2 separate regions of the Sus scrofa genome follow, and region 2 is linked to region 1. Evidence: chromatin contacts called from public promoter capture Hi-C data. All regions are on one chromosome and are shown on one strand. Each heading gives the region's core, a stretch centred on a gene start, on an enhancer-like site or on the middle of the called end of the contact. The rest is flanking DNA. Distances are from core to core; before and after follow the strand shown.

Region 1 (5,789 bases), core at 2,151-4,650:
TCCCTTTGTAATAGCCAATTCCACACGTGATAACCTTGTCTAACACAGACAGCTGGTGTCATGGTGACACCTGGGGCCACATACAAAGAAAGCAGCCCAGTGGATGCTGCTAAGAGAAACTGCTAAAGGAACGGACACATCCCAGCGTGGGGCCTTTCACGTGGATTGCAGGGAGTCCACCTGGTAGACGTTCTGGTTGGAGGGGGTGGTGAAATAGAGCTGCTGGGCGGGGACGCGGTTGTCACAGGGGCTGCTGAGTCCCAGCGTCCTCTCGAAGTCCAGCAGCTGGCCCATGAAGTTGAAGTTGGGGGAGATGTTGGATTTCTTCATCTTCACAATGTCATAAGCATCATTCATCGACAGGTTGAGCTTTTGCATAAGATAAGCCACAGTCACAGTGACCGAGCGGCTGATGCCGGCCAAGCAATGCACCAAGACACCACAATTTTTGCCCCGGGCTTCATCTGGAAACACACAAAAAGAAAGGCAAAATGTCAGTAGACCGAAAACCACCCTTTGTGAGTGCTCAGTCTCGAAACTGAGTAACAGCAGTAATAATAAAGATAAAAAATAATCGTGTGTGGCAGTTGAGCCCTGCAGGCAGCAGAAAATGTATTCCTGCGATAAAACATGTACACTGGGCACAATTACATATTTCAGATATTTTCTGAAAAGGGAGCTTTTGTATTAAGTTTCTGCCAACAAAAAACTCCTTAATGTGTGCATTCTTTGCCTCAGCATGTGAATACCAGAAACCCTGCAATATGGTCGTGAATGCCTTTTATACAGACAAGCAGACTGCAAGGGTCTATTAAATTATTCTCCAACTGTTGTGCCGCTAACAATGGAGGTATTCAGGCATTTTAAAAGAGAGAGGGAAGTCACAGGGGACAGCCCATTAGGAGGAACAGGATGTCGACATGGCCTGAAAATGAGTTCCTTTGTAATAGGAAATGCATTACAATGCCTGGAGATTCGCTTCTCCAGGCTCTCGGCCCACAGTCCTTCCTGCTGTGCTCAGGTTACCCTCGCCGTCTCACTGCTAAGCAGTGTCACAGGAACGTCCAGCTGGATCACAACATCTAGCATTCACAGGGCTTTTGGACACCGTGGTGTCCTGCAACTCGAAGAGCTTTTAAAATTACAAAGCCATGCTAGAATTCCTGTCTACCCTGTGTACCTCTGGGACCCGGCCCTCCTTGAGTCCAAAGATGGGTGGGGGGGATTCTGCTGTCTCCTTCTGAGTGCCCTCCCCCTTTCCAGTGACTGAATTCCAGGTCAAGAAGCAGACAGCGTTTCAAATACACCTGTGGCCTGCCGCCTTGTCAAAAGGCCCTTTTTCTTAACAAGAAGCTAAGCGACAGAATTGAGAATGCCCTTGGAACGTAGAGACCTGCAGTCCCACAAGTTAGCAACAAGAAAGGTGAACCCCTCGAACTCTAGGAATGGTTCTGAATTTTGCATTTAAAAGGCTGCGTGAGGGCTATTAGTCTCACCTATGAAAGAAATGGCCTCAGGGAAAAACTGGGACAGGTTTTGGCTCCAGTGATCAGAGATGGGGATCTGCTTGTATTTGAACTCTCCTGCGTTCTCAAAGAGGTTCGGCAAGTTGGGGGTGACGTTCAAGATGTACTTGATGCCGAACTCCTCTAACACGTCCAGGTTGGTGGAGTCCTTGGCACAGCCCAAGTAGAGGAAGGGCAAGATCTCCACGGGGAAAGAAGGCTGGCTGTTGGACAGCGGGCTGCCATCGGAGTCTGTTGCACTATTGGGGTCTCGGTCAAGGTCAGACTCAATGTCCGAGGAGGAGTCGGAGCTGATCCGCAGGCCCCCGAGCCCCAGAACTGGCAACGGCGGGGAGCTGCTGCTACACGAGCCGTCTAGATTGGTCTCGCAGTGCAGGGCGAACTCGGCTTGGAACTTACTGAAACCACCTGCCAGGACGAGAAAAGCAATCTTGTAACCCGAGATACCGTAGTAGTTTTCACAGGTTGGAGAGCCGCAGCCGGGCTCAGAAACACACCACAGCACCTTACCCCCCCACCCCCCAAACACAGAGACAAATACAGGCGAAAGGCACTTAAAGGTGCACCCTTGGGAACAGAACGAACAGGCCCGCCTCCCCTGGGAACCCTTATTTTTTTGAATCCGGAAATGCACAAAATGGCAACTTTTCTGAGTATCTACAAGTGCCAGAAGGTGCCTGCCTGCACCCCCACGGCCTCTGCAGTCCTGCGAAATCTGAATTCAAAATCAAACGTAGAGGGAAAGTGGGGGATATGCCGGGTAGGAAAAAGAAGAGCTAGTTCCAAAGAAACGACGCGTGCCTGTGGCCGGAAGCGGGTCGATTCCGCGCGGGCCCGGCTCGCGGGCCGCGAGAGATTCGCCGCCGGGAGCCGGCAGACAGCTCCTGGCGCACAGCGCGGCTCTGAAGCGCCAGCCAAGCGCCACAGGGGCGCTTCCAGTCGGCGCGCCCCGCCTGCACCCGCAGCCGGGGTCCCCCGCCCTGCCCCAGGCGCGGGACGCCCCCGGCGCGTACCTTCTAGGTAGAACGCCCGGCAGCCCTCGTCCTTGAGCTTCTTGAGCAGCAGCCCGAGCACCGACTCGCCGCCCGTATTCTCGTTCCAGTCGCTGCTGCTCTCATCGTAGAGCACCACGGTGTCGGTGCCGCAGCGCCGGGTGAAGCGGTCCCGGTCCTCGCCGCGCGTGAAGAGCGCGCGCACCGGCAGGTTGCCCTTCTGCAGGCGCCGCAGCATGATGCCGGGGATGGCCACGTTGATGGCCGACTCGATGTGCGACGACTCGTACAGCTCCTGCGGCCGGCAGTCCATCAGCAGCAGCCGCTCGTTGCCCAGCTCCAGCTGCTCGTTGAGCCACGCTACCGTCTTGCTAATCGCCATCTCCGACGCGAAGGGCACGGGTCTGAGCGTATCTATCATGGGGGTCGAGCGGCCGGAGAGGGCGAGGTGCCTACCAGACTCCCCTCGGGGCAGGCATAGGCCGAGCGCGCCGCGCCAAAGCCGCCGCTCTTGGAGCGGGGTTTAATGCCACCTCTCCTTTCCCGAGCCGGGTTAGCGGTTGGGGCAAGCGAGACAGAAGTAAGCCGGCGGTTCCCTCTGCACCCGGCTGCAGCCGCACGCTCTTGGTGTCAATGAATCTCTTTGAATGAAGCTGCCCAGACAGTTTTGTTCCTCCCCGGTGAATGAAATCCAATTAATTCGGACTTCGTGCTACTGAGAGGAGAGGAAAAAAAAAAAGTCCAGCAGCTCCTGAGCCCTCCCTCCAAACTGCACCTCAAATCCACCCGGGCGGCTTTCTCCTCGGATTATTAAAGCCTGGATTTGCTCACTCTCCCTTGGACTCAGCCCTCGCACACCCCCTGCGCGAGGCAGCTCCTCAATGGATACAAACAGCGAGCGTCTCAATGGATACATTCTCCCCGCCAGCCAATGAGCACGCTGCGGAAGGGGCTGTTGCCGTGGGGACGGGCCGGCTGGAACAGGTTGTGTTGATGAATTGTTAATGAGTTTGTCATTCACAAAAACGGAAAGGAATTTCCGCTCCGGATAAGCCCCAGTGCAAACAAGCTGCAACAGCGGGCTCGGCGGGAGGAAGGAGAAAGAAGGGGAGGCGGCGGCGGAGGAGGAGCAGGGCACACAAACCAGGGCACTTCAGTTGTCTCATGTTTCCTTCTGTTGAGAGTTCACACTTAGCGTCGGAACTTTTGCGCACAAATGGTGCAATTAGCAGGCACAAAAGCCGTTGTTCGCGACGCCTGTGCGCGCAAGCTAGCTTTAGGGAAACTAGTGCTGACTTCTTCGCTTTTATTCCCTTTAAACTCCTTTGGACTGGAGTTCACTTTAACCTCCCCCTCCTCCCGTAGGCAGTGTGTGGCATTTGTTTGCCAGTTTAAAAAGCCCGGCTCTGTTTGCTTCGATGTTCTTTTAGCCGAGACTGTGTTGGGGCTGGTGGACTGCCTGGGCTTTAGTGACCGATGAGGTGTTAAATGCTAATCCAACATCTTTGGAGACAAACCAGGGTTTTGTTGAAACATTTTTAAGCAAGCAAACAAACAAATGCTTGGTTGTCCAGATAATAGAAAGCAAGCTTTTTTTTTTTTTTTAATAGCGCTTTAATTATTTTTTAAAAACCGTGGAGGCTGTAGAAACAAACTCGTTGGGCAATCCGGTGCTTTTATTCCTCTCAGGCGGCGTGGGGGCGTTATGAGCCATTGTTCCGGGGATCCGACCCCCTCACCCGCCGTCACCTACTGCACGCGGCGGGGGTCGCGCTCCTTCATCATTTCTGAGCAGCGAGCTCAGCTTCCGACAGAGGAGCCGGCCTGGCGGGGCTGCCTGGGCTAGGTGCACCAGGGCGTCCGGAGCCGGGCAGGCAGCCCCCACCATCCGCAAAGCGTGAGGAAGTCTTCCTGCGAGGCCGGCAGGCCGCGGGGGCTCAGGAGAGCTCCGCGCATTGCCTACTGTAAACCCAGAGGCTTGTCAGAGGAGAGGCCGCCCGCCCCCACGCTCGACATCCCGCGCGGGGTTACCCTCTTCCCTGCGCGGCAGCAGCCCCCTCCCCTGCGTCGCCGGCGACTCGCACAGCACCGCCCGCTCCTGCGCGTTGCGCTCCTTGCCGGCGCCCGCCGCCTCCGCCTCCGCGTTCAGCGGGCGGGGGCGCCGGGCGACCCCCAAGGCAGGTGGGGGGGCCCAGGGTGGGACTTGGGGGTCTGGGGCAGGTGTGGGCTAAGGAGGAACGCCAGCCGGGCCCCCCTCGCTCCCGAGGCGAGCTGGGAGTCCTGGGAAACGTCTCCGCCACGGTGCAGGGCTCGCAGGTAATTGGAGAGGTGCCGGGCAGGCCCCCTCGGCCGGGGGACCGCGGGGCAGGGCGGGCGGCTGGGGGCCGGATGGAGGCGTGGCGGGCCGGGGCCGCCGTGGCGGCGGGGAGGCGCATTCCCGGCGCGCAGAACTCTATTGTTACATACAAGCACCGGGCCTGGCGCTCCCGAGCGGAAAACCACCTGTGTGCGGCCGGCGCGGCGCGCAGGCGGGGCGGGTGGGGCTGGGGGCTGCGGCCGGAAGGCGCGGGCCCTAATCCGGCTGCCCCTCCCGAACCCGCGGCGGAAAAGAGGCTGCGCATTGTCCCGCCGCGGCGGCGGAGGCGGAAGCGGGGGCAGCGGCTCGGCGGGGAGCGCCTCTGCCGCCCCCCTTCCCGGCGCTGTGCGCCCACTGCTGTGTGGCAGAGGGCACCCGAGGTCGCGGGGTCTCCCCTAGCCAGACGCCCCGCACCCACGGGCCTGCCTGCCGGCGCCCCCGCTCCCATTTGCATTTTTAGTCACCCGCCTCTTCCCGGGTTTGAAGAATGTAGGCTAAAAAAAGGCGGCTGCGAGGCCCAGGTTGCCAATTTTGGAGCTCGGCTGCGGGCGGGCCGCCCCTGGAGGAGCGGGTTCCGTGAGAGTGGGGGTTGCCGCGCTCTTGTCCCCGTGCCTTTTTTGGGCATCACTTGGAACCGAATTCCCATCTTTCACTGGATATCGTGCAGTGCCAGCTGGAGGAGGCTTGCGCTGGAGTTGACACCTCCGATCCGCCCCCACCTGTTGTAGGCGTCCCTACCCAAGACCATTCTGTCCCTGGGACCGGGAGCCCGGGAGGGGAGAGGCGACGGAGCTGAGCAGGGCAGAGCCTTTCAGGCCAAGACCTCTGACATAAGAGGCGGGGAGGGCAATCGGTTTCTGCTCAGCTGTGTTTAGAAGGGCGGTCCCCTGAGCCTGGCAGTCAGTTTGGGAGGAT
Region 2 (5,169 bases), core at 1,256-3,755, 1.1 Mb before region 1:
GACTTTACACTAGAATGCAAGCACTGAAAATAAAGACTTTAAAATTTGCTATCCCAATACTTAGTTTCTGAAATGCCTCACATAAGGAGACATTCAGCAAATAATTGTTGAATAGATGATTTTCTTATCAAAGGCAATAATTTCTAGATTCCTAACATCTTTGATTCCTCTTTATCACTTAAGACATATCTATTATCACAACTTTTCCATTTTGTAAGGTTTCTTTTACTACCTGCCTCTCTTTTCTCTCCCTTTTTTTTTTTGCGGGGGGGGGGTGGGGGGGGTGGGGACGGTCGTACCCACGGCATATGGAAGATCCCAGGCTAAGGATCAAATCAGAGCTGTAGCTGCCAGCCACAGCCACAGCCAAAGCAACTCAGGATCCGAGCCCCACCCGTGACCTACACTACAGCCCACAGCAACACCAGATCCTTTAACCCACTGAGCAAGGCCAAGGATGGAACCTGTGTCCTCATGGATACTAGTCAGGTTAACCACTGAGCCTCAAAGAGAACTCCTTTTCTCTTCTCATTTTCATTATTCTAACCCATAATTTTATGTTTTACTTCCTTCCAAACAGCTTCACTTCCCTTCACCTTGTCCTTTGAACATAACTAGTTTAACTTCTTAAGGTATGTTTTTGTATCTACCAGTGGTAGCTCAAAATTTTTTAATGGTTATTAATTGCTGACAGCATAAGATATACCTATTCCAAACTACACCAACATTTGTTTCCTCTACAAACTACTGTAAACTTTCTGCATTTATCTCAACGGTAAAGATTATGCCTGTTTTCTATTCCCAGGTTTATATGTATGGTAACCTCCAGCTGTAGAATCTCCTTAATGCTTTACCACTGCCTTACACTTACCTAAAACTACTCATCAGTCTTTGACCTTTATAAGGTCTTCTCACACTTAAATCTCTTCCCCTCCTAACAAATACCAAGAGTAGGCTACCTAACAAATTACATTACATAATTAACACAGGATTTCCCTATGCTTTTTTAAACATACACATTCTGCCTTCCCTATACATTCTTTTAATAACTTGAGAGCAGAAATTAGCTGTTTGGCACCTAAAATTCTTAATCAACATTTGAGGATACCCCATTTTTTAGTGGTTATTTAAATAGCACAAAGTACTTTCACAGAGAGTAACATATATAAGAACAGATTCTTACACTGTAATAGTCAAAGCTATTATTAAAACCTACTGCATACAAACCTTCATTAGTGACTGAGTAATTCTGAAAAGGTGTACCATATTTTCTTGACTTTCACTTTTTAGCTCATTTACCTCCACCTAAATAAAGAGAAAAGCAACTACTTCATATTATATAACCCTTAAGCAAAATAAAAGAACTCTTCCAATTGTACATTTCAGCGATTTCAGGGCCAATGTAGATTAATCGTAGTTATATGTATGTACCTATCCATTATTTACCAATGAAGTACCTTGGATAAGGAAATCAATAAATTATCTGCCAATTCTTCTTGACGAGGCAGCTCATCTGGATCAACTTTCATTATTTCTTTCCAGTTTATATTGGGTGACATCTTGAATTTTGTCACTGTGCCTTACCTTCTGTAATAAAACAAGTATTAGCATTTTCAAGGTAAACAGCATTAATCCTTTTACAATAATTTATAGTTTTTACAGATTACATTATTATAACTCTTTATGGTGTTAGCAAAAAGCTATGGCTCCTTAATTGTTTAACGGATGTCTAAGTAAAGTAGCCTGGATCAAAATTACAGCAGTTGCGACAAATCTTCAGGTATTTTATAGGCTAAATACACCACGACGGCTTCCACGCTTAAATTAATCTAAGTCAGAACTAAGATTTCGAGTCCCCCTCCTCTAAGCCCTCCCTTACCAGCAAGGCGCGGGAACATCTAATGTCGCCAAGAGAGAGGGTGCTTGGAAGTCAGAAATTTACTCCCGATCCGGACAAACAGGACCTAGGAGTGTGTGTGTGTGTGTCTGCTTGTTTTAAAGAGAAAGAGAGGAAATAAATGATTGAAATGAGCGCAGCTGGGTCGAGAAAACCAGGGCTGAAGCGAGAGAAAAGCAGCCAGATTGCGGACCTAAGGCGAAGGAAGGGGCGGGGAAGCACTAGGGCCTTGAGCCTTAAAGATCCTGCGTGGGAAGAGAATCTGCTCGCGCTCACTAGGATCTAGCCACCTACACCTGGCCTGGCGACCAGCTCCCACACCCACCCAAACGAGCCCCGCCGCCACGCCCAACCGCTCTGGCCCCGGGCGGTTCCAATCCCATCGGACGCTGGATCCCGCCAACTCGTGCAGAGCCAGCAACAGCGGCGGCGGCTGCTAGGCGACACCATTCCCCACCCCACCGAGGCCGGAACAAGAGCCCGGATGCCAGCGGCGCCTACATTTCACGACGGTGGGCGATGCTTTACGTTTAGATTCTCCCGCGGGGTCCCGGGACTCTGCGTTAAGAGCGGGGAGAAGGCGTGGGATGCGGACTCCAAGTCCCAGAGTGCAGTTCGGCTGGGCGGCTGGGGCGTCCAGGACCCTGAAGCCTCTGAGAAGTGGAGGTAGGCCGTTCCCGGCGTGCAGCGCGGGAGGCTGCGCCCGCACCCGGGCGGCGGGGGAACCATCCGGAGGCCGGAGGCGGAGCGGCTGAGGCGTGTCTGCGCCGGGGACCTGAACAAGGTAGACCATGACCGTGCCTTCGGTGGCGTCGCTCGCTGGGACGCTCCTCCTGAGGTTTCTCTAAGCCATCCCCTGGTGGGACCGCTCCCAGGTGAGGTCGGGCTGTTGGTCGGCGGCGGGGGAGGCGCCGTCGGGGCGGAGAGAAGCTCCTGCCTTCGGGGGACCGGAGGGCCCGGCCCGGGTCCGAAGAGGTGGGGCGACCCCGCCCTCTCCTTGGGCGTTCGCCGGCGACTCCCCAGGTGGTGCCCTCTATCAGAAGAAAAAGTTTGCCTTCGTGGGCATCAGGATCTGTCTCCGCACAGGGGAGGGAGGGCCGCGATCACGGTTGGAGGGAGAGGGGAGAATGGAGAAGACGGCACCGCATCCTTTGGCCCCGGACCCCTTCCCTGTGGCACCTCACCTTCGCGGATTTCAGGACTTGAGGGTTGAGGAGCTTGTACGGAGAGCGAAGGCTCTAAAGGGGGAGCTTTAGAACTCAGGGTGGAGAGAGGAGGGGCCTCAGGTGCCCCCAGGATGCTGCGGTCACTTGGCTTGGTGACCGAGGATGTCCTTCCGTGTGAACGCCTTCTCAGGTGTTGCCAGCTCTCAGGTGTGTTTAAGTTTTGCTCTTGGGGCCGCTCCCAGCCATTCTGGAGTATAATGCACCATTTCTTAAGAAGCTGTAAACTTGAAATCCAAATGACATTTTCTGCTCTTGAACCAGTGCCTCTCCGTCTTTATCTTTTTTTTTAAGAACTTTATTTTTTCCCCTGTAATTGATACTGAAGTTTACGTTCCAAAGTAATGGATTTCTTTCCAAACGGTTTAGTAGCTATAACTCAAAATGAAAATACATGTAGTGATTTTGTGAGATATGTTTAAACACATTCATCACATTTGTAGGGATGATAAATTTATCTCGTCCTTTACTGAAAGGTGAGACACTTGAACACTGTACTTTAACCTATTAGCCGTGCTGTACGTTGTATCCCCAGAAATTATCTTATAAAGGAAAGTTTGTATCTTTTAACCAGTCTGGTCTTTGTTTCTATCAATTCAGTTTTTTTAGATTCCATAGAAATGAGATCACACAATATTTGTCTTTATCTGAGTTTACTTACCGTTATGCCCTCATGGTCCTTCTTTGCTGCCACGGTGTCACCGGGGGTAAGAGTTCCTTTTTTATGGCTGAATAAAAATACTCCATTGTGTGCATATACTACATTTTCTTTATTCCTTTAGCCATCTATTGAAACTTAGGTTGTTTCCATGAGTCGGCTGCTATAAAGATTGCTAAATGAATAAGTATCTCTTCAAAATAGTGATTTTGTTTTCTTCCTATCTATTCTCTGACGTGGAATTGCCGGGTAGTATCTTAGTTATTTTTGATTTTTTGAGGAACCTGTTTTCTGCGATGGCTGCATCAGTTTACCTTCCCACCAACAGTGCTCACGTGTTCCCTTTTCTCCCCATCCTGACGCTCGTTACCGCTAGTCTTTTTGATGCTAACCATTCTTAACAGGTGTGAAGTAATTGGAAATCTCATTGTAGTTTTGATTTGCGTTTCCTTGATGAATAGGGATGGTAAGCACCTCTTCATGTACCTTTTGGCCTTTCTCTGTCTTCTTTGGGATCAGCTCCTGTGCCCATTTTTTAACCAGATTTTGTTCATTTGCTGTGGAGTTGTGTGAGTTGTTTATATGTGGACTGTTGACCTGTTTTCAGATAGGTTTTTGCAGATATTTCCTCCCATTCCGTAGGTTGCCTTTTCATTTTGTTAATAATTTCCCTTGTTGTGTGGAAGCTTTTCATTTGACATAGGTCCACTTACTTATTTTTGCTTTTGTTGCCTTTGCCTTTGGTTTCAAGTCCAAAAAAAGCATTGCCAAGACCAATGTCAGGAAACTTACCCCCTAGCTTTGCTACTCAGAGTTTATGGTTTTAGGTTTTGTATTCAATTCTGTAATCCATTTTGAGTAGATTTTTGGGAGCATTGTAAGATAGGGGCTCAGTTTCATTCTTTTGCGTGTGGTTCTCCAGCTTTCCCAATAGCATTTATTAAAGAGACTATTCCTTCCCTACTGTATATTCTTGGTTCCTTTATTTCTGGCCTTCTGTTTTGTTCTCTTAGTCTGTGTGTTTGTTTTTATGCCAGTTGCGAACAATTTTGATTAGTATAGCTTTTTCATTATTTCATTTGATCATCATAATAATCCAATAAAATAGCTGCTTATATTGTCCTCATTTTCCAACTAAGTTAAGAAGCTGAGGCTTGGAGAGGCTAGTTACTCTGCTCAAACTTAAATAGTATGACTGAACACAAATCTTTTTGGCTAAAGGACATACTCATAATTGCTGTACTGCCTTTTCAGGCACAGTGGTAACCAGTACTTGTTAAGTGCGTGTTCTTTGGTCTTGCTGTCTATATTAAATATCATCATATTCTAATTATGTAACTTTGTTTACTCAAAAATTTGAATTATATATTCTCCATGTCAGTATTTTTAAT

Evidence for each region. Promoter capture Hi-C pulls out the DNA fragments that hold promoters and counts their contacts.
Region 2: a contact with region 1 is called in a promoter capture Hi-C map of fetal liver, with 4 times the contacts expected there. The contact joins the promoter of TMTC3 here to the promoter of DUSP6 in region 1. A contact is called at or near these places in 2 of 5 promoter capture datasets (fetal liver and fetal skeletal muscle) and 1 of 2 datasets of contacts at active chromatin or transcription factors (skeletal muscle).

What each region holds. Positions count from the first base shown.
Region 1 is chr5:93,300,669-93,306,457 of Sscrofa11.1, reverse strand. It overlaps DUSP6 (dual specificity phosphatase 6), which reads right to left and starts at 3,400. Exons shown (of 3, transcript NM_001267842.1): 1 at 2,540-3,400; 2 at 1,497-1,934; 3 at 1-464. The coding sequence starts at 2,939. The coding sequence ends at 157.
Region 2 is chr5:94,381,602-94,386,770 of Sscrofa11.1, reverse strand. TMTC3 (transmembrane and TPR repeat-containing protein 3) reads left to right here and starts at 2,505. Exons shown (of 14, transcript XM_021092778.1): 1 at 2,505-2,772. CEP290 (centrosomal protein of 290 kDa) reads right to left here and starts at 2,374. Exons shown (of 55, transcript XM_021092777.1): 1 at 2,223-2,374; 2 at 1,458-1,587; 3 at 1,228-1,305. The coding sequence starts at 1,559.